Linked DNA regions of Mus musculus: all the other regions are linked to region 5. A link is a contact called in public HiChIP or PLAC-seq, Micro-C and promoter capture Hi-C data. All regions are on one chromosome and are shown on one strand. The core of a region is the stretch at or near the end of the contact, and the rest is flanking DNA. Distances in the headings are between cores, read along the strand shown. Region 1 holds the start of Zfp174 (zinc finger protein 174). Region 2 holds the start of Vasn (vasorin). Region 3 holds the start of Zfp597 (zinc finger protein 597). Region 4 holds the start of D330022H12Rik (a long non-coding RNA gene). Region 5 holds the start of Crebbp (CREB binding protein). Region 6 holds the start of Coro7 (coronin 7). Region 7 holds the start of Zfp263 (zinc finger protein 263).

The links. Promoter capture Hi-C pulls out the DNA fragments that hold promoters and counts their contacts. A called contact is a pair of places that touch in the nucleus more often than the background predicts. HiChIP or PLAC-seq counts read pairs in DNA pulled down with a chosen protein or histone mark.
Region 1: a promoter capture Hi-C map of stem cell-derived epiblast-like cells shows a contact between it and region 5, with 6 times the contacts expected there. The contact joins the promoter of Zfp174 here to the promoter of Crebbp in region 5. A contact is called at or near these places in 22 of 39 promoter capture datasets (the 3T3-L1 cell line, 3T3-L1-derived adipocytes, the C10 cell line and 14 more), 12 of 484 Hi-C or Micro-C datasets (CD4 T cells, CD8 T cells, the N1E-115 cell line and 6 more), 8 of 115 datasets of contacts at active chromatin or transcription factors (the 230-238 cell line, embryonic stem cells, large pre-B cells and 3 more) and 2 of 9 other capture datasets (adipose tissue and macrophages).
Region 2: an H3K27ac HiChIP or PLAC-seq map of microglia shows a contact between it and region 5, with 6 times the contacts expected there. The contact joins the promoter of Vasn here to the promoter of Crebbp in region 5. A contact is called at or near these places in 8 of 39 promoter capture datasets (the C10 cell line, the HPC-7 cell line, embryonic stem cells and 4 more), 2 of 115 datasets of contacts at active chromatin or transcription factors (differentiating embryonic stem cells and microglia) and 2 of 9 other capture datasets (adipose tissue and liver).
Region 3: a contact with region 5 is called in a promoter capture Hi-C map of second pharyngeal arch cranial neural crest. The contact joins the promoter of Zfp597 here to the promoter of Crebbp in region 5. A contact is called at or near these places in 20 of 39 promoter capture datasets (the 3T3-L1 cell line, 3T3-L1-derived adipocytes, the C10 cell line and 13 more), 4 of 484 Hi-C or Micro-C datasets (the Ba/F3 cell line, CD4 T cells, the G1E-ER4 cell line and 1 more), 3 of 115 datasets of contacts at active chromatin or transcription factors (embryonic stem cells, extraembryonic endoderm stem cells and memory CD8 T cells) and 2 of 9 other capture datasets (adipose tissue and liver).
Region 4: a contact with region 5 is called in a promoter capture Hi-C map of liver, with 7 times the contacts expected there. The contact joins the promoter of D330022H12Rik here to the promoter of Crebbp in region 5. A contact is called at or near these places in 8 of 39 promoter capture datasets (the 3T3-L1 cell line, embryonic stem cells, hematopoietic stem and progenitor cells and 4 more), 2 of 484 Hi-C or Micro-C datasets (CD8 T cells and embryonic stem cells), 2 of 115 datasets of contacts at active chromatin or transcription factors (extraembryonic endoderm stem cells and forebrain) and 1 of 9 other capture datasets (pancreatic islet).
Region 6: a contact with region 5 is called in a Micro-C map of embryonic stem cells, with 6 times the contacts expected there. The contact joins the promoter of Coro7 here to the promoter of Crebbp in region 5. A contact is called at or near these places in 7 of 39 promoter capture datasets (the 3T3-L1 cell line, 3T3-L1-derived adipocytes, hippocampal neurons and 3 more), 3 of 484 Hi-C or Micro-C datasets (CD4 T cells, CD8 T cells and embryonic stem cells), 4 of 115 datasets of contacts at active chromatin or transcription factors (a beta-TC-6 cell line, memory CD8 T cells, pancreatic cancer cells and 1 more) and 1 of 9 other capture datasets (pancreatic islet).
Region 7: a contact with region 5 is called in a promoter capture Hi-C map of second pharyngeal arch cranial neural crest. The contact joins the promoter of Zfp263 here to the promoter of Crebbp in region 5. A contact is called at or near these places in 11 of 39 promoter capture datasets (3T3-L1-derived adipocytes, the HPC-7 cell line, cranial neural crest and 7 more), 11 of 484 Hi-C or Micro-C datasets (CD4 T cells, CD8 T cells, double positive thymocytes and 6 more), 4 of 115 datasets of contacts at active chromatin or transcription factors (embryonic stem cells, large pre-B cells, memory CD8 T cells and 1 more) and 2 of 9 other capture datasets (adipose tissue and liver).

What each region holds. Positions count from the first base shown.
Region 1 is chr16:3,845,252-3,848,607 of GRCm38.p6, reverse strand. It overlaps Zfp174 (zinc finger protein 174), which reads right to left and starts at 1,385. Exons shown (of 3, transcript NM_001081217.1): 1 at 334-1,385. The coding sequence starts at 735.
Region 2 is chr16:4,638,459-4,641,703 of GRCm38.p6, reverse strand. Vasn (vasorin) reads right to left here and starts at 1,759. Exons shown (of 2, transcript NM_139307.3): 1 at 1,556-1,759. The region is part of intron 9 of Coro7 (coronin 7); the gene reads left to right.
Region 3 is chr16:3,871,057-3,874,271 of GRCm38.p6, reverse strand. It overlaps Zfp597 (zinc finger protein 597), which reads left to right and starts at 1,898. Exons shown (of 3, transcript NM_001033159.2): 1 at 1,898-2,213; 2 at 2,996-3,122. The coding sequence starts at 2,181. It also overlaps a transcript of Zfp174 not described here and a transcript of Naa60 not described here.
Region 4 is chr16:4,592,910-4,596,010 of GRCm38.p6, reverse strand. It overlaps D330022H12Rik (a long non-coding RNA gene), which reads left to right and starts at 1,756. Exons shown (of 2, transcript XR_875867.3): 1 at 1,756-2,579. It overlaps Glis2 (GLIS family zinc finger 2), which reads right to left and starts at 1,298. Exons shown (of 7, transcript NM_031184.3): 1 at 1,076-1,298.
Region 5 is chr16:4,212,017-4,214,986 of GRCm38.p6, reverse strand. Crebbp (CREB binding protein) reads left to right here and starts at 1,583. Exons shown (of 31, transcript NM_001025432.1): 1 at 1,583-1,848. The coding sequence starts at 1,764.
Region 6 is chr16:4,678,284-4,681,634 of GRCm38.p6, reverse strand. It overlaps Coro7 (coronin 7), which reads left to right and starts at 1,915. Exons shown (of 28, transcript NM_030205.4): 1 at 1,915-2,083. The coding sequence starts at 2,024.
Region 7 is chr16:3,742,785-3,745,890 of GRCm38.p6, reverse strand. It overlaps Zfp263 (zinc finger protein 263), which reads right to left and starts at 1,792. Exons shown (of 6, transcript NM_148924.3): 1 at 1,124-1,792; 2 at 1-114. The coding sequence starts at 1,516.

The sequences.
Region 1 (3,356 bases), core at 136-2,635, 370 kb after region 5:
AATGAGATCTGACGCCCTCTGCTGGTGTATCTGAAGACAGCTACAGTGTACTTAGATATAATAAATAAAAATCTTAAAAAACAAACAAACAAAACCTACTCTTACAAGGTTGGAGTCTCTGAAGGAATAGCTTAGTTCTCTGCTTCCTCACTGGGTGCCAGTGGCTCGGTTTTCTGAAACCCTGGTTATGGCTTTGGGGGATAAGGGGATTCCTCCAGGCTGGAAGCAACTTTTGAAGCCTGGAATCTCTAACTAGGGATCATGAGACAAAACACTACCTCAAAAGACAACAAAAACATTACCTAGGACCCACAGAAATAGGACCCTCCTTACCCACTGCTTTGGTTTTTTGGATGTTCTGTGCAAATCTTCCACCAGAGTCACAATCTCCCTGCTGCTCTTTGGATACCGATGCCAGACCTGTGCCTGGATCTCTGGAGGTAGGATGACCAGAAACTGCTCCATCACCAGGAGCTCCAAAATCTGCTCTTTAGTGTGTAGTTCAGGCTGCAGCCACTGTCTGCAGAGCTGTTGAAGGCAGGAGAGCGCTTCCTGGGGCCCAGACACTTCTTGATAGCAAAAGTGTCTGAAGCCCTGGCGGGAAAGCTCAGGGTCAGGATAGGCTTTTTGCTGAGGGGGGCCACGGTTTTCTTCCAGCTTCATTATTATGTGTCTCTCTTGCTTGTCAGAATCCTCAGTGTGGGTGCTCAAAGTTATCTCCATTCTAGCTGCCATTTTGGGGGCTCTGGGAACAATGTGTCACTCTAATGGTAAACTGATTATGTCTTCTGGGTCCTTGCTCTGGAGAAATCTGAAGGCTAGAAAAATGTTAGGAACGAAGCCTCCCTGGAAGGACTGCAAAGACATAGCTTTCTCATTTGCTAGTCTTTATCCCAGACTCTGAAAACAAAATAGTTCCCGGTCTTTTCGTCAGTTTTTAAGGAGAAAAGTCATAATACCCCAGAAGGGCACTGGAGAGAATATTTTATTTTTGTATCTGGCGAAATTCACAACGCGTTAGGGCCGGTAGAGGAATCCCCAGGGAAAGTTTAAGCTATCATCTTGTGGGTAGCTCGCACCAACTCTCCGGCATCTGGCAGACACCGACCTGATCCAGCACCTCTGAGCGAAGCAGAGCCAAGGCCACAGCGCGACCAATGCGTGGTTAAGGATAGGGAGTGCGGCTCCGCGGCCCAGTCAGCTCGGACACGCAGCTCCACAGCAGTGTTGGGTGTCAGTTCCAGTAGCCACCTGCGACACCACGTTCTGAGGCAGCTCAGAAGCCAGTGCCCGCCTGCAGGTGACCCACCTTGCCAGAGACTGGACACCGGGAACCCTAGAGCACAGTCTAGGGGAGGAGCCGGAGCCCCGCCACGGAGACGCCCACTGGCTCCAAGAGCTACCCACGGGAAGGCCCGCCTCTCCTCTACAGGACTGGGTCTCCAGGACACTGCTAATCTTTTATTGGCTGTTTGATTTATCAATCAGTCGCAGTGCCTCTTGGGAGTCGTAGTTCAGTGGCTAGTCCCGGAGCGTTCGCAATGTACTGCCTAATACCAGATAGTTGGCAGTCACTCGGTTGGCTGAGGGAATTTGGGGCAGCAGAAAGTGCGAGGGGTCCAGCGAGTCCTCCGTATGGGGGGCTTCAGGTCAGGTCTCATATTGGCCGGGAGGGCCTCCCTCTTAGGACATGTCTGTGGTGTACTTGAAACAGGACCCAGGGGTTGGACGAACCCGCTGAAACTCATTCTCCATAGCAGGATCTTAACTTTCTTCGACCTCGCCTCTAGGCTTTTTCCTATTCTTGCGTGGTCTAACCTTCGCAAATGACTCAACGAATGCAAACACGTAGGAAACAAAGTAGTTTGCCCACTGCATGGGCTATCTTCAGAGTCTGAGGTAAAGCCTGACAACCTGGTACCATCTACGATGTGCAATGGTGAGAGATCAGTCTCTGTCTTCACAATCAATGAAGCAATAATTATGTGATGAATGGAACTTACGAGGTCAGTGTGGGGGTCATTAAACCAGGAGAGCATCTATTAGACTTTCTTGAGTTTCACGAAGTACGGGATATGAGAGAAAGTGTAAGGCAACTACAACTTCTCTTACTTGAAGACCAACCTTAACTTTTTCCGTACACATCTTCGTATGCTTGAAGACTTTGGACCCTCTCCCCACATACTAACAGCTTAACATTTCCAAAAATAGTTTCTCCTATGATTTTTGCCTTTCTTTCACAGCTCTCGTTTATTTTAAAATTTATTTATTTAAAGGTGTATGGTGTTTTGCCTGCCTGTCTGTCTGTGTATCACATGTGCCTGCTGCCCATGAAAGCCAGAAGAGAATGTTGGAATCCCCTGAAACTGGAGAGTTGTGAGCTCTGGTGTGGGTGCTGGGAATCAAACCCAGACCCTCTGGAAGAGCAGCCAGTGCTATATACAGTGAACTGCCTCTCCAGCTCCTTTTATTTTTATTCGTTATATATAATCTTTTTGTTGTTCTGAGACTTCTCACAATGTAGCCCAGTGTATAATCCTTCAACCTCTGCTTCCTCAGTGTGGATGAAAGGCATGTGCAAGCATGCTCTAGAAAACTTTCAATTTTTTTCCCTTAAGGCTGGGAGATAGCTCAGTTGATATAGTGCTTGCCAAACAAGCATGTGAAAAATCTGGATGTGATGATGAGCTCTTGTAATTCCCATACTGGGGAGGTGGAGGGAGAGCAGGTGGATCATTGGAACTCCCTGCCCTCCTACACTAGCCTAGGAGCTAATTTCTAGGCCAATGAGAGATCCTGCCTTAAAATAGGAAGATGGAAAAAAGAAAAACACACAAACAAACAAACAAACCCCATGAGGCAGGCCTCTAGAGGCCTTCTAGAGGGTTTGGGTTGTATTCTAAGCACTGTGTCAGGCAGCTCACAATCATATATAACTCCAAATTCAGGGGATCTAACGCCTCTGACCTCCACTGCCACCTCACACGTACATGCCCAGATATAGGCTCATACACCTACATATAATTAAAAATAATAAATAAATCTTTAAAAAGTTCAAAAAGCAACCGGGCATAGTGGCGCATGTCTTTAATCCCAGCACTCAGGAGGCAGAGGCAGGCTGATATCTGTGAGTTCAAGGCCAGCCTAGTCTACATAGTCCTAGAACAATCACAGCTACATAGTAAGACTCTGTCTTGAGAAAAACAAAAGTTTTAAAGGCAAGTAACAAACTGCAGAGTTTGGCATGACCCTTGTAGGGACAGAGTGACATGGTGCCTGCCCCTGGTCTATCATTAGTGCTTAGCAAAGACAGACAGATCTCTGAATTCTTTTGCACTGTTAAAAAAAAAGTATGC
Region 2 (3,245 bases), core at 510-3,009, 430 kb before region 5:
TGTCTGTCTGCCTGCCTGCCTGCATGCATGTCTGGCTATCTCTCTTGGCCCCAGGGCTATCTGCCAGAGAGGACTTGCTCAGGAAAGTATAAGTCTTACAGTGTCTGAGAAGCCTCTTGTACTCTCTCTTCTCCCACCACTTCCAGAGAGTGGTCTCCAAACACTCTGCCACAGTAACCTTCTGCGTAGTGCCCTCTTTACCCACAGATCTCAGGTGGCTGTTCTGGTGTGCAACTCTGAGGCTTGGCAAGTTGGGGACAAGCAGCGTCTGTCCCCCTCCCTGGGCTGGCATGTGTGCTCCTAGGTCCTTTCCTCTCTGGATGGGAGATGCTAGATAATGGTCTGGAGGGAATCCAGTTGGGCTGCTCATTACCAGAGCCCTCTTCCTGCCTCTGACACTCTGTTTACAGAAGTTCCCCGGGGGCTGATTCCCCTGGGAGAGGACAGTAAACTCTAGGGACTACCCTCCCATCCCCCACCTGCCTGCTCCAGCTCATGCTAACAGCTGGGTCCATACTGGCCTTCACTGCCCATACCAATGTAGCCCCTCACAAGGCTCCAGCCCACCCACATCTCTGCTTTCCCAGCAGCCTAGGGGGAAGGGACCTTTTACCTTTTAGCCAGACCCTCTCCCCTAGGAACTCTTGACCCAGATAGGGAAGAAGGCTCTCTTGGTGCCTCTTCCTGGAGCATCACCTACTATTAATGCAAAAAACAAGCAAGGGAACTCCTGAGCCTTGGGTTTCTTCTACTGCAGAGGCTGCTTCTGGGATCCAATAGAAGCAGTCAATGACCCTGGTGTGGTAATCGTTAACGAATGGGGGTGAGGTAGTGTGGTTGGCACCAATCAGCTGGCCTGCCTGTGACCACAAGGAACCTAAGCAGTCCTCTGGCCCCAGAGCTGCAAGCTGGGGAACACAAAGGACTAGACTGGCTATAGGCCATTGGGTCTGCAGCCCAAGCAAAGCCCATTACTGGTAGAGATGAGATGCGCTGATACTGGAGCACTAAAGATTATGGTTAGCCAAAGTTCATCCCTCACCTGGGGGTACACCTATCAATCTCCCCATTCCCGGTCCTCTCCAGGCTTGCCTGTGTATTCGTGGCTTCTGCCATGTGTGACAAGGCCCAGAGGATCCCAAGCAACCATTCTGCACAAGGGCACCAGACTGTCTGACCCCCGTGAGGGAAAAGTAACCAGACTACGGCTGGGCCATCCCCTAAAAGAGGGTTGATTCATAAAACTGGTCACGCCAGAGGGCCCAGTCGTGGGAGGAGGAAGCAAGGGAGGGGGTGTTTATTTTGTCTACTCAGAGCCTCACGGGTAGGTTAGCCATGTACAAACGCACGCCCTGGCTCTCCCGAGGGTCAACGGAGGCCCCTGAACCCACTCAGGAAGGGGGGTGCAACTGGACGTTCCCGCCCAGGTAACCGCCCGAGGCGGGGATAAGCCCCTCGCTCCGGCAGTCGCAGTCCCACTGGAGAATGTGCTAGTGTGCTGTTCCAGTGTGATCAGCTCCGCCTGTCGCCCCCACCCTCGCCCCTAGACACTCACCAGGAGACGACTGCGGCTGAAGGAGCCAGGCGGTGCGGTCCAAGGCCTCAGTGGGGCCTCAGTCCTTCACCTCTGGCCGGTCCTGAGAGGTCCGGGGTCCCGGGATCCAGAGGCTGCTGCGTCCCGTCCCGGGCTGGGGTTTCCCAGCCCCGGTCTCTGGCTCCGGCTCCAGACTCGAAGTTGACTCGTAAGAGGCTGGTCTCTGCTTAAGATGTAGGAGTGGGTGGGACCGTCTGTACCGAGGGCGGGGCTTCCTCCAATTGGCTGAGGCGGGGTTTGACCAAGCCTATACACACCCACCTCCTCTGAATGGGTCATTGCACTAAGCAGGCCTAGTCTGCACCTAGATATACCTCCAGATCCCAGTGAGGAGTGATTTTATTAGGCTGGCTTAAGTCTATCTTTTGCTGTGTGACATTTGGACAGGCTCCTGCTTTTTAACTGAAAAATATCTGGTGACACAAATTCAAGAAGTGGACATTAGGGTCAGTAAAGAGCTGGAGAAGCAGAGGTAGATTGTAGGGGCCAGCAGGGATGATGGCTGAGTCCCCATGACCAACCCAGTCTGCCAAAACTGAGGATTTTTCATACAAATCTAGATTTTTTAGGCGTAATCTCACAATGTGTTTTTGTTGTTAGCTAATTCCAATTTCAAAAGCTAGAAAGGCCACATGAAGTGGTTCCAAGAGCCTCTTATATAAAATCTCTTAATGCTGGACTTGAGATCTTTGTAGCCATGACAGCATCCCTGGTCACCTTCCCCAGCTCTAAATGAGAGACTGGGACCTAGGAGCATATGTCAGCTCAAGCCCCTCAGTTACTGAAAGCTTCAAGACTAGAATATGCCTGGGATGGGAGGCAGGATTGGGGACGTCATCAGCAGTAGGAGGGACCTAGGTGTTTGTTGACAGCAGCCCTTGATTAAGCAGGAGGGTGCTGTGCCAGGGGCTGGTTCAGAAAAAATCCCCTGCCTTGTAGGATTCCAGGAAAATGGTCATCCTCTCCACCCCACCCCACCCCCATGGTTTGTGGTTAGAGTCAGGCCTCAGGGCCTTTGGGGACCCAACTCAGCTCCTGGATTTCACCATCATATCCCTTTCCCGCCGGGTCTGTATTGAAGGCCTTGTCTGGGTCACACTATCTGGAGGCTTATCTGGCCTCAGCTGGTACTTGTGTTGTAAAGGCAGGGCATCCACACCCCCACAATTGGGGGCAGGACTGACCCCAGGTGTTTCATTTGGCCTGTGTGGCAGGTTTGAAAGTTGGATGTCATTTCCAGAATTGAAAATTTGGGTGATTTCACATGACAATTAGTTTTCCGAGCTTGTCTTAAACAGGACGTCTTTGAAGGCTGGGTGGCAACTGTCCCCAGATTCACCAATCTTCTGGATGGCAGGCTCCTCAAGCCCCGAGTGTTGTAAGTCAGGTCTGTCATCCCAGCTGCTCTGAAGACTGAGGCAGGAGGATCACAAATTCAAGGTCAGCCTGAATAACTCCTTAAGACCTTTTTCAAAATAAAACTCTGAAGGTTTAACTCAGTGGTAGAGCACTTGAGATAAATAAGGCCCTAGATCAATATCCAGTACCAGCAAAACAGAGGGAATACACAAGTGCTCTGTGACTTCCAGTCAGACTGTCCCAAGCCACTTCCCATGAACCATGAGGCCTCTGAGGCCCCATCCTCCTAGAA
Region 3 (3,215 bases), core at 649-3,148, 340 kb after region 5:
GAGATGAACATGCCTTTGCTGTAGGATTACATACCACTCTTCTTCAGTATTTTGAAGTGGTCTAGGTCTGTAGGGAAGTTTGTTCTCATTTTTTCATCTGTCAGTGAAGCATTTGGGTTTTTTACCCTGGGGTCTTTAGTGATCATTCCCAGACAATTTAGATAATAATGGATAGCTTGTCCTTGTGAGAATGTTACTGACTTTCTACTTGCATTTTTCCTTTACCCAGAGTTTTTACTTTGTAGTTAGATGGCTAGAGTGTGTCAGACTCTTCTCCCAGTGACAGAGCACTTGCATTGATAGGCCAAACCCTAATGAATCTTTATTCTTGAAAAACTTGGGATGGGTCCATTAAACAAAAAAAGTTAGCATGCAGTAGCTGTGTTCCATTGGCATTATCAACATATTTAATAGGAAACACGGGCCTGTATGCTGCCACTGAGCCCCAGAATGAACACAACTGCTTTAATTGTTTCGTTAGATTCTGTTGTTGGCAGTTGAAACTATCCTGACATTCTGTCAAATCCCACTACTCTTCACCTCAAATGTTTTAATAACCATGCAGCCAATCCCTGAGTAACCTGACATTAGCATAACAGATTATGTTGGCACTGGGTGGGGTGGCCTCATCTCTAATCCCAGCACTTGGGTGGCAGAAGCAAATGGATGTGTTCGATGTTGGAGGCCAGGCTGGTCTACAGAGCAAGTTCTGAGCAGCCAAGGGCATAGAGTAAGACTCCATCTCTAACGAAAGAGACAAGAGACCTGGGGTTTATTTGGAATTTTCAAGGTACTAATCTTGTTTGTTGACCCCCAAACTCTTTCTCATAATCTGGCGAATCTTTTCACTTAACATCTTATAATAGTTTAAATTGCCCTCTGTATTATCAAAGAGAGGCACTATGGGCTCTTTGCAGCTGAGGAAAGCAAAGTTAAAAGGTGTCCAGATGTGGGTTTGGATCTAGCTACTAAGGGGTACTGAGGCAAGACCTTAATTGCAGGTCTACTGGGGCTATACAGTGATTTCAGAGTTAGCTTGGGTCAACCTCATTTCAAAATAAAGTTTAAAACAAGGATAGGGGTCTGAGCTCAGTGGTAGAAAGTCTACTATGCGTGAAACCGTAGTTTCACCCTCAGTACCAAAGGGGGGAAAATTGGCACGATCATCTAATTAGTGACAGTTCTAGAAAGAGCTCGACTTTATGATTTTGAATCTTCAATTCGCTGCTCAATGTTGGTTACAAGAACATTTGCCACTAGGGCAGGTCCAGACATCCTGCGAAGGAAATCCGCGGTCTATTCCCGCTCGATGTCCGCTATGGGCCCCAATCATTTGGTTGGACTACACCTGTCGGGTACAATGGTTCATGTCCCTAGAATACTTCGGGAACGGACACGAGCAACAAGGCTAACCTGACCTGAATTTGTGATTGCACAAAGATAACCTCTTACACACCGTAGCCCCACAATCCATCTGAGACTGGGCTTGGGCCCAAGCTAAGCCTGGATCTCGGGGCCTCTCATTCACCTCACCCCCTCCTACCGAAAGCTCCGGCCCCCCCAGCGTCTGTGTGTTCCCGCCATCCGTGATCGACTCCAGAGTGGTCCGGTCTCTGCTTTCGGAATCACCGTGTCCCTCAGGGACCATTCTACTGCTCCGACTGAACATATCAACAGGCGGGGCACTCACCACCGAGACCCAGCCAGAGGAACCGGAAACGGCTGCTTGTAGAAGCTCAGGAATAGCCTCTCAGTTGCCAGGTGCGATTCAGGTCCTCGGGAAGCTGCTCAATTGGTCCATTAAGGAGGGACCGCCGCCTCGGGAGTACGCTGGCCAATCAGGATGCAGGATGGATGGGGGGGGTCGCTTCCGGCGGTTTCCCTGCAGCTACTGCGTGGGGAGCATGGGAGCGTGGGAGTGTTGTGGTGGCCTCCGCCTCCTTTGTCGCGTCTCGGCTGGGCGTGGCTTCACGCTGCTTCTGCCGGGTTGGGCGAGGTTGTCGGTACTCCGGGGCTGGTGAGTGTGGCTGTTTCAGAGCTGTTTTGGAGAAAGAAGCCGTCAGCTCAGATTCTCAAAGGAGCTTGAGGGCGAAGTGGAAAGGCCTGGCAGCGGAGTTGGAGACTCTCCACTCGAAGTGTTGTCCAAACGTGGGGACTTAAGGAGCCCTTCCTTTCCCCAGATGGCGTCCACGCTCCCCACATCGGATGAGCAGGTGAATTGTGTCGCTATTTTCCTACAGGTGTCCTGACCTGGCGGCAGTTAGACGCGCAGGTCCTGAGGCGCCTCCTCAGATAGCCCTTTGACCAAGCTGTCTTACGTTTCTTGGCTTACCGACTTCCTCATTTCAGAATCATCAGGTGGAGGAGAGCCCTAGCAGGGGTCTATAACAATTTCTCAAAGTTATCTTGCTGAAATGCGTCTCCAAATGGCAGATTCCTGGGCTTCACACCTGTTGAATAATGATAATTAAAACCCAGGTGAATTTTACACCAAAAGCTCTATGGGTTTACAGGAACAGTAAACTTAGGAGAGAACTAGAGCTTTAGGTGGTGGTGGTCGTGATGTGTGTGTGTGTGTGTGTAGCTGAGCAATCACTGATGAAAAAGAAACACAAACTAGCAAAGAATGATGTTAGGAAACTCCTAAAAACTATTTCTCAGGATTCTTACTGGGCTGGCCAGTGTCGTCCCCCCCCCCTTCCCCTCCCTTCTTAGAGAATCCGAAATAATTTCTCTCCCCAAGAATTGTTCACTTATCTTTTCAGGAAAGACTACGTTCTCACGGTGTACTTCTTGATTCTCACACCACTGTTTGAAAATTTATGTTTATGCTCTCTCCCCCACCCTATTCAAGCCATAGAGTTCCCCCAGGGAGGAATATTTTACACCAAGCCTTTTCGCCTTAGAATGCGGAGGGGTTTAGCTCTTTTCAGCCTTCCAGGACACTCAACTGACCTGCTAGCTTTTTATACTAACAACAGTGCTTCTGTTTCAGAGACCACTGCTATTTGAAGATCTGGATGTGTATTTTTCTCAAGAGGAATGTGTGAGTCTGCACCCTGCTCAGAAGACCCTCAGCAGAGAAGCCCCATTGAAGAGTTTTGAGAATTTGGACTCGATAGGTAAGACAGTTGTTTCTCCTGCATTATGGAACTTTCATCAGTTCTAGGATGAACATTGTATGCCTTGTCCACACTGGTGGTGGATTGAGACCT
Region 4 (3,101 bases), core at 507-3,006, 380 kb before region 5:
CAGGGTGCCTGCCACCGAAGCCCAAGACGCAGGCCCTAGCCCTGGCCAGACCCATGGGAGCTCAAGTCTTGGTAGGGCCACTGGCTAGCCTGACTGCCCCCTTGGTGTCAAGCATTCCCTCTAGAGCCAAGATCTTGGGCCCTGATGGCTGGGGGCCCAGGGCTCCTCCCAGCATCCCTTCCAGCTTCCCAGGCCCCAGGGCAGGGCTGGGCAACTCCCTGCAACCAGTGCTTCCCCGCCACCCTCTGGCTGGGCTGGGCGGGCCCTCCTGGGTAGGCAGACAGGCAGCATGCTGCCCTGCTGTGGCCTGAGTATCCCACTGGGTAGGGCAGTGTGCCAAGGCGTCCAGGTGCCAGCCTGGATTCCAGCCCCATCCTAGGGGGCCTGCGGGGAGGTGCAAGCATCATCCTGGTAGGAGGGGGATGCACCTGCCTCGTCACCTCTTTTCCAGACCCATCCTGAGGATGCAATCACTCACCCTCTCCATCCAGCCAGGTCCCTCACCTGCTTCCATCCACCCTTCAGGAGTGGACCAAAGGCTACACAATATTCCAACTCCTAGTGCTGAATCAAGGGACGCCCCCCTCTCTGCCTCCCCCAAGGCTTGTTAAGGGTAGTGAGAGCAGGACTTTACCCAGAAAGGGAGGGTACCTTCCAAATAACCCGAGCTCACCGGTGAGCAAAGGTGGCTGCCAGATGCCCCATACAACTTCATGCCCAGGCTTCGGGTGGCCCCCTCTCACCTCGCAGAGCACCCCTACTGAAGACGCCCAACTTCCCCAGTGAAGTTTGCGCCCGCCCCGGGCCGGGCCACAGTTCAGCTCGGCCCCCAAACAGAAGGAGGGAAGGAAAGAGAAAAAAGACGGTGAAATCGAAGGACCCAGCCAGGGAGCCGGCGAGAAAGGGAGAGCGCAAAACCAACGAGCGCAGGGGCCTCAGCGAGGGCTCACAATGGCCCGGAGCAAGGCGCGGACGCGGGAGGGGGAGGCGACCCTCTGGTTACGCTGCCCCGCGCACCAGGCAAGTCCCTGGCCCAGCCCGCGTCCTCCCGGCGCGACGCCCGGGGGCTTCCTACCTCGGCTGCCGGGCTGACTGGCTCCGGCTGCGGGTTCCGGCGGTCCTGGGGCAGCGGGGAGCGGGCGAGGGGGAGGGCCGGGGCGGGCGGGGGCCGGGGCGCGAGGCTTACGGGGCACGGGCTCCCCTGGCGCCGCGCGGCACCCGGCCGCTCCGCCACATCTGCAGCTCGGGGCAGGGAAGGTGGCCGCGGCGGCCGGGCTGTGCGGGGATGTCTTTGCAAGGGAGGGAGGAGAGGAGAGGAGGGAGGGGGTGGGAGGAGGGACTGGCGGCCTTGGAGGAGGGCGAAGAGGAGGGGCGCGGGGGGCGGCCTCCCTCCCTCCCTCCCTCGCGGCTCGCTCGCTCGCTCCCGCCCTCCCTACAAACCCCTCTCACTACTGCGGCCCCAGGCCCGGAGCGCCAGCTGCCAGACGGAGCGTGCGCGGGGGGTGGAGGGTGGGGGTGGGGGGAGGCTGGGCCCGGGGAGGGGAGGAGAGCGGACGGCCGCAGGAGCGGGCACCGGAGGGAAGGGGGAGCGAAGGAGGGAGCCCCGCCACGGCAGAGACGCGCGTCCTCCTCGACTCCCCCCCCCCCCATCCCCGCCTGCCGCGGTCCCGCCCCCAGCCCGAGGGCAGCGCTAGGACAAGGCCTGGGGGGCGGGGGGCAGGGCGAGATATCCCGCCCCTGGGGGAAGCCTGGGAGAGGGGCGGGCGAACCGGCCAGGAGGAAAAGCCCCAAGGACCGGGAAGATGGAGGCGGCCGCAGCGGGCGAGGGGCGGGGACCCTCGCCTCCCCCTGCGGGGTCACCTTGGCCAGGGCCCCCGCGGCCCTTGGCTGCCGCGGAGGTGATAGAAATGCCTCTTGGAAGGCCCTGATTTCCCCGCCCAGTCCAGATCCAGGACCGCGCAGGCAAAGGCCTTTCAATTCCGACAGGTTCGAGGCCACGCTTCTCTCTTCCAGCTTTGCCTTGTCTTCAGCCTCAGTTGCCCTCCTGGTGAAATAAGCACAAGGCCTGGCACAACCAATCCAGGATTCCGTTATCTTGGTGACATCCGCCTGGACAACCTGGGTCCCCTAATCTGAGCGCCGCCGGGGTCATCGCACTTGGCGTCAGTAAGTTCAATGAGTTGGTCACTGAAAAGTGGATGTAAGTCAGTAACGCTTGCACACCGCAGCCAAGCTGTTTCCCACCTTTTCCTGGGAAGCTCAGACTTGGCGTTCTTTAGTGTTTTCTTTGGGCGAGTCTTGAGTCCACGCCTAATATCTTTTTACCTGTCTGGTGACAAATCTCAGTTCAAAAAGACAGCCCTCCTGATCCGAAGTTGGACTTGAACTCAGGAAACGAAAAGGCACTTCAAAGTCAGCATCACCAGTAGGTGAAGTACTGACTCCGGGTTGGAAATCTGTTATTCGGGCATTTGATGCCTCGGTCTGCGCCAGAGCCACATCAAGACATGAATCTTGATCATGGGGCATCCCCATTCCCAGGCACTGCTCTTGGCACACGCTCCTGGTCTGGTGCGAAGGTAGGCACATAATTGGTGCTCCTGATGTGGTGATCAAATGGATACGTAGTCAGTGCTCTTAACTGATTATGTAGTCATGATGGGTGCTTCGGTTTGAACGAAGACACATATTAGATTCTTATGATCTTTTAATACATGAAAGGGATTTAGGAAGAGGTCGGTTCACCAGGAGTAAGGCGGGGATAATGCCCCCCCACCCCCATTTCCCCTGTGTGGATAATGTCGCAGTGCTGCCGGGTTAAATATTAGCTGGCAGATGGACCCGGAGAAGGCCAGCTCTGGGACCTAAAGCTTGCTTCCAGGAAGAGGCTGTTAAAGGGCCGCCGAACATCACTAGAGTCTGAGGCGAGGGACTGCAAAGCGCCCTCTCCCGGCATCTTGAATCTGCAATTTAGTTATTCTGTTATTCTGTTAACCCAGCCCTAGTGCAGTATCTCACCTAAGCTGACTACAGGAACTGAGGCACATCGGTAGTGTGAAACTGGTGTACTAGTTAGTATAAATCTGTTTAGAAAAAGGAAA
Region 5 (2,970 bases), core at 334-2,833:
GGAAGATAAGGACTTCCGAGTCAAGCTGGCAGGTTTTGAGAGAGTGTTAACAGAGATGGGAAAACTTTAGTTTTTGAGGAGGTGTGTGGCACACCCAAGTGAGAGGGTCTCCCTGTGATCCTACATTTTTCTGGGTACCTGCCAAAGCCAGGGTGGTTGTCCGAAGTAAGGAGTACCCTTAGGAGATCGAAGCCCTTGGTCTTGGTACCTGGGCCCATCTCAGATCCAGGAGGTAGAGCTGACAGCCTCTCCCTTCAGGTGACAGCGTTGGACATTGGACCTGGCCCTATCGTTTTTGGGCTTGGGAGTGGGCGCTCAAGAGCCTTGCGGTGCCCTTGCAAACTTGGGAAGCACAAGGAAGGGGTGGACTCTCGGCCTGTCATTTTCTCCCTCAGTGATCTTAGAGAAAGTTGCTTTGCCCCTTCCTGCCTCAGTTTCCCCATCTGCACACAGACCCGAGGACCCTCTGTAACCTGCAGGCGCCACTTCGCCATTACTAGCATAGGGCGCGGGGAAGAGGCGCAGGTTGCGGTGGCGTCTTCTTAGTCCGATGTCACCCTGGAGGCTCGCAAGCAAGGAGCTGCGAAGAGCCAGAGCTGCCGGGGCGGGGCGGGACCGGACGGGCTGGGCCCGGATCAGCGCTGACTCCGAGCCTGGCGGGGGGGGGGGTCTAGGCTCGAGCCCAGGGCGCCCTCCCCGCGCGTGCCGCGTTACTGACAGCGTCAGAACAAAAGTGGCCGTCTGCTCTGCGCACTTGGCGTCCCGCAGGCCGGGCCTAGCACCGCAGCCCGTCGCCTCACGCATCGCCGCCGTGCCTTCGACCCTTCCACCCGAGCGCGCTCGGCTCTTTCCGCCGCGGCCGGCGCAGGTGGAGGGGCGGGGCGGGGGCCGTGCGTGGTGACGCCGCGGGGGGGGTGACGTACAAGCGTGCCCCGCCCCCTCCCCCTCCCCGTTCAGGCTCTGGAAAGAGAAGAAAAAAAACTTTCTTTTTTTTTTTAATTGAGGAATCAACAGCCGCCATCTTGTCGCGGATCCGACCGGGGCTTCGAGCGCGATCTACTCGGCCCCGCCGGTCCCGGGCCCCACAACCGCCCGCGCACCCCGCTCCGCCTGGCCGGCCCGCTCCGCCCGGCCCTCGGCGCCCGCCCCGGCGGCCCCGCTCGCCTCTCGTCTCGGCCTCCCGGAGCCCGGCGGCGGCGGCGGCGGCGGCGGCGGCACGGGGTGGGGGGGCCGCGGCGCGGCGGCGGCCCCGCTCGGCGCATTGTTTTTCCTCACGGCGGCGGCGGGCCGCGGGCGGGCGGCGGAGCCCAAAGCCCCCCGGTCGTCCGGCCGCGGGCGAATTCATTAAGTGGGGCGCGCGGGGGGGGGGGGTGGCGGCGAGGCGGCGGCGGTACCACCATGTTCCCGGGCGCCGCCTGAGCCGCGGGGCCGGGCGCCGTCGCTGCCAGCCGGGCCCGCGGAGGCGGCCGGGCCGCTTGGGTGCCCGGGCCGCGGAGTGTCGCGCTCGGGAGGCGGGCAGGGGATGAGGGGGCCGCGGCCGGCGGCGGCGGCGGCCGGGGGCGGGCGGTGAGCGCTGCGGGGCGCTGTTGCTGAGGCTGAGATTTGGCCGCCGCCTCCCCCACCCGGCCTGCGCCCTCCGCGGCCCGGCCCGCGCTCCTGCGCTCGCTCCTCGCTGGCTCGCCTGCTCGCAGCCGCCGGCCCGACCCCCGTCCGGGCCGCGTCGCGCCGCCCGCGCTCAGGGCTGTTTCCGCGAGCAGGTGAAGATGGCCGAGAACTTGCTGGACGGACCGCCCAACCCCAAACGAGCCAAACTCAGCTCGCCCGGCTTCTCCGCGAATGACAACACAGGTGAGGCTGGGTCTAGGCTCGCTGTCAGAGTTCGGGGCAGGGAGGGGGTTGAGGGTCGCAGTGGCCAGAGACTCTGTCCCGGGCCTTGGGATGCGCTTCCCTGGTCGGGAGGAAAAGTGAAGCGGGGGCGCGGTCTAGTGTCCGCACGCGTGGCCGGCCGGGATGACAGCGGAGGGGACCTTGGAGGTTTGGAGTAAGAGAATGCGACCAGAGGCAATGAGGGCTTTCAGGATCGGACCCCCCACTCTAGGCGGTGCAGTCGCGGACACAGCTGCTGCCTTCTTAGTTGCGACGAGTTGCGACGGAGAAGTTTCTTGGAATGTGTTGCTTGGGAAAACGCTTAGTGGTTATTTAGAAAGTCTTGATTTTTTTTTTTTTTTGATCACCTAGTATTTTTTTTTCTCCAAAACCCCAAACCTCATGTGCGAGTTGTCATCAAAGTTGCTGTGGTGTCTTTCATTTACATACGTAACCTTAAAAAGAAGCTAGCAGGCTTTTAAAAGTCCATTTGGGCTCCAGTCTGCCTTTGAGGTTGGAATGGTTTTACACTGGAGATGAAAAATTAAAAAATTAAGGACTTTGAATCTTTCAGGGAAAGAGAAAAGCAAGATAATCTTAAATCTTTTCCCCAACTCACAAAATAGCTTCCGTGCAAACTTTCTTAGGTGATCGGATCGGGTACCCAAGACTTCCCTGTTCATTCAGTAATTCAGAGTACTTCTGGACAGCTCTGATAACCTTGCCAATTATTCGTATTTCCCCTTTTAAGCTCTCCTTCGAAATATAAACTCGTATGCTGCTGTGAACAATGCCGGCTCAGCGCAGCTAGCACTTTTCCAGTACGTACTTGTAGCGGCATCTGAAAATCAGTTTCTGATGAATGGGTCCAAATCAAATTACATTGCTGCCTGCAGATTGGCGCTAGATACAGATGTTCAAGTTGTGGAACTCTGTGACTTTATACAAGTGTATTTAAAAATATTTCTGCTTTTGAAACAAAACTTAGATTTCACGGCTTCAGTTTGAAGTGCTCCTGAAATCCAGTCATGAAAGGAGAATGTTAATGTAGAAATGAGAGGGGAGTATTCTCCCTCCATCATTTTTCAGGAGATTTTTGTTGAC
Region 6 (3,351 bases), core at 666-3,165, 470 kb before region 5:
ACTTTCTAATGCCAAGACTGATTACATATTCTCTTATGTTCTGTGTCCCTGGAAATCAATCACTATAGAAGTCGGTAGAACTGTTTTGTATAGTTACCCACAATAAGCTTGGACCTGAACCAACCACCCAGCAGCACTTCCTGCACCTGCGTATGAGCTTTTATGGTATAAGCTGCCCCTGAGATGGACTCCAACATAAGAGAGCACCTGCACCAATATAAGAAACTATTTGGAGTAAGACTTCCATTTAGAGTAGGAGTCTAGTAAAGTTTAAGTTCCCAAGACCTCCTTAGGAACTGACATCCTACTTGGCAGAAAAAGACATCCTGGTTAGCAAGTAAAGACATGAATGTTAGACAAAGCCCATCCTGGTTGACAAGTTAGGACATGAATATTATTAGACAAGGCAAGTCCCCTGCCTGCCACAGTTGACTACCCCAACCAATGGGAGCAGGATAAGTGTACAACAAAGACATGTTCCTAAGGAAATCTTCCTGTCTTTAAATCCCGATTGATGAAATAACTTGGCACAAATGTTTGTAGATCTTGGGCTTAAAAGCCCTGTAGGATCTTAGTTCAGGGTAGTGGCTCAGTTCTGAAATCCTGACCATGGCCCTGGTCGACCAATCCTGGAGCATATGATCAATAAACCATCCTGGTCTGACCGAGATCAATGTCTGTGTGATTTGTGAGGCAATTCCTGGACCCCAACATTGTGTGCACACAGATGAGTAGGCAGGGATAGACAGGTGAACAAAAGTAAATGTCCCAGCAGTCAAGAGTACTTGTTTCTCCTTATTTTCGAAGAAGACCCAAGTCTGATTCCCAGCACCCATGTGGCAGTTTAAGACACTTCACAAGGCCAGGGGATCCAACAAGTCTAACCAAGAGCAAGCATAATTACCCACTGAGCCATTTTCCCAACCCTGCCTTCTTTCTCCCTTTTCTTTTCTTTTCTTTCTTTTTTCTTTTTCTTTTTTTTCTTTTTGGGCAGGTTCTCACTATATAGTCCCGAACTATGTAAACCAAGCTGACCTTGAACTTCTGATCTTCCTCCTGAATGCTGGGACTATAGGACTATGTCACTGTGCTGGGGATGGCACCCAGGGCTTCATACATGCCTGGCAAACACTCTACCAACTGAGCTACAATCCACAGCTAAAATCATTTTTAAGGGAAAATTGATGCTCACAGATATTGAGAATAAAGCTATATATCACTTGGTCATTATCATCATACACTCTAGTATGAAAAAAATTGCATTATAAAATGTGTATTTTTGGCTGGGCAGTGATGGTGCACATCTTTAGTCCCAGGACTTGGGAGGAAGAGGCAGGGGGATTTCTGAGTTTGAGGCCAGCCTGGTCTACAGAGTGAATTCTAGGACAGCCAGGACTACACAGAGAAACCCTGTCTCAAAATAAATAAATAAATAAATAAACAAAAATAAAATAAAATAAAAATAAAACTCAAAACAAAGGGGTAGAAAGGGAGGGAAGGGGAGACAAGAGGTGGGAGGGAGGGAGGGAGAGAGAGAGAGATTGAGAGAGAGAAAGATTGAGTCTCAGTGGTTCTTATCTTTTATGGGTCGCGGGGATTATTCCCAGTTTTAGTCTAGTTAATTCTGTCCTGCTATTTCTCAGGTCATTGTAAAACCTCAGGGACCAGTATTGCAAGTCTAATCCTGCAGCAATTGAAGTGTGGTTCCTTCGGTAGGACAGCTGCGGCTCACATGACCTCCGACCAGTGCAGTAGTCCCCCAGGCATCAGGGCGTGACTTCTCAGGTCGTCCTGGCCTCTGAAGAAGGCGGGGCTGAAGGCCGTCGCGCTGAAGAAGGGTGACGTGGGGGCGTGCCTAGGCAGGCCGCAGGAGCTTCCGATTGGTTGTCATCAATAAGGGCGTGGCACCAGGCTGCAGGCTGCTGAGGCGGCAGGCTGCAAGAGTCCAGGGCGGCTTCTCTTCATTCACCTAGTACCTGACGACCCTCGTTCTCCAGCCTGAGCTTGCTCTGTCCCAGCTGCCATGAGTCGCTTCAAGGTGTCCAAGTTTCGGCATATGGAGGCCCGGCCGTCCCGCCGAGAGGTGAGCCCGGCCAGTGGACCCCACTCCCTGGCTTCTGGTCCCGGAGGACTGCCATTCCCAGTGCCTGCCTGTGCAGTGCACACTCTGGGTTGTGAAGACCCTCACCCCACCTCGCCCCATCTGTCCACCCGGAACTTCTCCCTTTAGATGAACCCTAGAGTTCAGGCCGCCCCTTCACTGCTCAGAGGACAGAGTCCGGAGGTCTGATGACGCGCCCTAGTAGTTGGGTGATCCCGGAGGTCGGCCTGGCCGGTTCGCCTCCCCCTGTTACCCCAGGAGGCCTCGCAGCACTCCCAGACGCGAACAGGCCTCTGTTTCCGGTCGGCCTTGCTGGGAACCTGGCTGGGAAACTGTCGACGCCGGTCTCCCCCTTCCAGCAGTCTAGGATCACCCCTGCTCCGGGCCGGCCGGGCTGTGGGAGAGATGCATCTCTTTCTTGTGGTCTCAGTGAGAGGGAAGGTATCATCTGGAGAGGGAGCCCCTGGGGCCAGGCAGGCTTCCTCCCTCGAGTTTCTGCCACTCTTCCTTGTCTACTGGTGCAAGCTCTTCCTTTACTGGGGTGATGATACTAGCGGTTGTTGGGGCCTGGAGAAGCCTAGAGCAGGTGGATCCCAGATGGAGTGTCAAGAAGGACACTCCACTCGGTGAGGCACTGGCCTTTCTCCCCCTGTGTTATTTGGACCTCTAGTGTCCCAAAGCAAGTTAGGACAACCGTGCTCCATTTTCATTCTCTGGACAGTTAGCCTTTCTGTACCTATTGTGTGCTGCTCAGCTCTCTAAAACAGTGAACATTGTGACATTTCCCCTTCTCTGTGGAACTTAACAGCCTCTGGTCAGCAAGCACAATATAAATCCACTGAAGAATCAGAACACCCGGGGGTATGTGGTGGGCTGTGATGTAAAGAAGTGAAGTAGAGTTGAACGTAATAGTATTGTGGAGGACAGTGCCCAGGTGGGTGGATTTCAACAGAGGCCAGAAGGGTGAGAAGAAAAAAAGCCAGTAAAGAAAAAGAAAGTGGCCGGGCGGTGGTGGTGCAGGCCTTTAATCCTAGCACTTGGCAGGCAGATTTCTGAGTTCGAGGCCAGCCTGGTCTACAGAGTGAGTTCCAGGGCAGCCAGGGCTACACAGAGAATCCCTGACTCGAAAAACCAAAAAAAGAAAAAAGAAAAAAAGAAAGTGAACCCAGGGTGGACAGAGGCCATTAGCCAGGCAAAGCTGGTGACAGATGAGTTACAGGGCAGCCCTTCAGAGGAAGAAGTTGAGTTTT
Region 7 (3,106 bases), core at 543-3,042, 470 kb after region 5:
AGGGCTTCGCTCAGTCTCCATTGGCTCCAGCTTGAAGCTCGGTGACTCTCCTGCTGTTTCCAGTGGCAAAGGCTCCTCCAAAAGCACTTCTGCTCCCCGCCCTTGGTTTGTGACCTGGGAACCAACCCACATCACTCATCATCACAACGGGGCTGACAGAATTGGAAATTAGTACAGGATTCTTAGGACACACCCTCAACAGAGAACCACAGACTATCCCTTTGGTCTTGGCCAAGAAGATGTTTTATGCTAAGGGCTTTTTAGGTGGTAGCAGAAAATGGGGGAGGGATGGAGCAAGAAAACTGAGGGTCCACTCTCAATGCACACTTTCTCAACATATTCCATTGATACTCCTCACTTCTGCTCGATCACACTCACCTGTTCTAGATGCTTCCACGTTTCACTACTAGATAAGGTGAACTTATCAGGCTGCGACCATAGCCCCTCGGTGCTTAGCTGTTTTTCAGAGTTCAATTAGCAGAGATCCAGTTCTGTATTGCAAACTATTGACTAAGATATGCTGGGTGTTATCCACTAAATATAGGCCTGGGATAGTGGCACATGCCTGTGGGAATCAGCAGTGGGGAGGCTGAAGCAGGAGGATTGCCTCGAGTTTAAGCCTGGGCTACATATCTAGACTCTGCCTGTAACCCTAGAACTCGGAATTTGGGGAGACTGAAGGTGGAGGACCACCACTGTTCTGCAGCCAAGCTCAACTACACACTGAGTCAGTTAGCTTGAGCTACGTAAGACTTTGTCACAAAACAAACCCCTCAAAGCAGTGGCAGTAGGTGTCATCCAAACGACATACTTTTCTCCAAGTCCTCAAAATTATTCCCAGACAGTGCTTTAGCCAACAGAAAAACAGGACGAAACAGATTAAGTAGTCTGCCCAAAGTCACGAGGCCTGTGAGAAGCTTTCTAACTACATAACTAAATACTGGTGGAAGTGCTCCTCACTTCCTACTGTCGTCATATGGGAACAATCTGGAAGGAAAGGATAAGCTACAAAAAAATCCCTCTCCTTCCTGTAAAGTGTACTCAGGACGATCAAGTATATTCGACTACAGAAGAGGCTAGCACAATGACTTCCGGGCCAAACCACGGGTAAAACAGCTGTCACCTGTTGCCTCAGTTTCCCAAGTTCTTTCTGCATACGCTCCACAAGAGTGACTGCTTCTTCGCCGCTCTCTGGGCGCAGCTCCTGCACCCTGCTCTGAATCTCCTGGGGAAGGATAGTCAAGAACTGCTCCAGCACCAACAGCTCCAGGATCTGTTCCTTGGTGCGCATCTCCGGCCGCAGCCACCCGCGGCAAAGCTCCTGAAGCCGGCTAAGGGCCTCCCGGGGACCCGGGGCGTCCTGAAAGCGGAACCGTCGAAATCGCAGATGGGAGGCCTCCGGGCTGGGCTCTGGCTCAGGCGGGGGTACCTCGTGGCTCCAGGCACAGTCCTCCTCCAGTTTCACTATGAGGAGCCCTTCTGGCTCCTGCGAGCTTGGGCCCGCAGCCATAGTCATGCCCCGACACCAGCCTAGGTCCCGACACCAGCTACGTCCGCCTTGAGAGACGCCCTGGGTTCTGTACAGCAGTAGGCCACGGCTGCAGCAACCGAGAGACTCCGGGCTCCAAATCCCGCCGGAGGAACCCAGGTCACAATCTCAGCAATATCAGGCCTGCAGCGTCGCCACCTGACCGGCTTCTCAGGCCCGCACAGAACTTAAGTCGCAGGGCCCGGGTCGCAAGCCTCAGCACGCGAGTTAGGCGTCATAAGCCAACGGCCGCTAGTCAGGACGGACTTCCGGTTCACGTTTCCCTTGCGCTGTCTCCCATTGGGTCGGGTCTCACCACGTACTCACGGTCCACCCAGGACAAGGAAAATTTGCATAAAAGAGCGGGAGGGGAACAAGTCGGATGGGGATGAGGGGCGGGGCTACGCAATGGGCGGGGCCTCCAGGTGGGGAAGCGGTAGGGGTGGGAATCCCTGGGCGGATGTGACCCGGGGACAACCTGGCTCAGATTTGCATAGGAAAGTTTGCCAAAAGGTAAGTTCTTCAGCCACGCTTGAACCAGAGTCCAGAGGCGCTAGAGTGTCATGTCGGGGCCCAGAAGCTTAACAAAGAAAACCTTTCCGAAGGCCGATCCCAACACTCCGGAGACCTACAACCGGAAATAGACTGTGCTTCCAGGGCTCGAGCTGCCTGGGGCTGGTGGGAAATGTAGTCCATGGCGCGCCCTTGTTATTGCGCCTGCACTGTGGCTTGAGCAGGTCTAAATGGATTGTCGAGCTACGATAAACATACCCGTGCCCGAGCTTTTGCCTCCCTGTGAGCGATGGTCCCTAGTCCTCCATCTTTAGGTGGCTGGTCGACCCAGAAGAACGCTCTGGGTATGAACTGCTCTTGCCATCTCCCAGAGCAGGTCTAAGGATTAGCATAATCATCGGCTCTGACTATTTTCCTGAAGGTTGAAGAAAAGGAAACACCAAGGCGGACTTCCTTATTTTTTGAAGAGAGAATAGCCCAGGCCTGAGACTGCAGCTGTCACAGACAGGTGGTGGAGTCTGCAGATTCTAGGAGTGTGTCACGAAAACCCGTAATCACTTATTGGACACATGCTTACATTGTTGTCTATTCATTGCAACTCAAGAGGCAGGGAAAGCCTTCCTTGCTCTGGTCTCCCTTTGTGAACTTTTTATACTTTGTAAGACCTTGAGGCAGGAAAATGGCCACCAGGAGCTCCAGCAGCCAGGTCCCTCCCACCTCTGACTTCCTTAATGGTCCCTAACCCTAATAGTTGTTTAATAATAGCTGTTACTGTCATTCCCTGGCCCGAGGAGGAAGAGTAGCCTGGCCCCACCCTACAAGACAAAAAGATAAAAATAAATAAATCCCACCAACCCTGAACAGAAAAACCCACTAATCCTGGAGCTTGGTATAGAAACCCTTCAAGCCCTGAGCAAACTCATCAGTCTCTGATCTCCTTCAAGCTCAGTGAAATTCTACCAATCCTCACCCTGGAAAGCTGTGGTGGGAAGATTAAGAAATCTTGTATAAACCCTGCCTACCACTCAGTTCCCTGCTTTCTTTCCTGAGCTGAGAATGATGTTC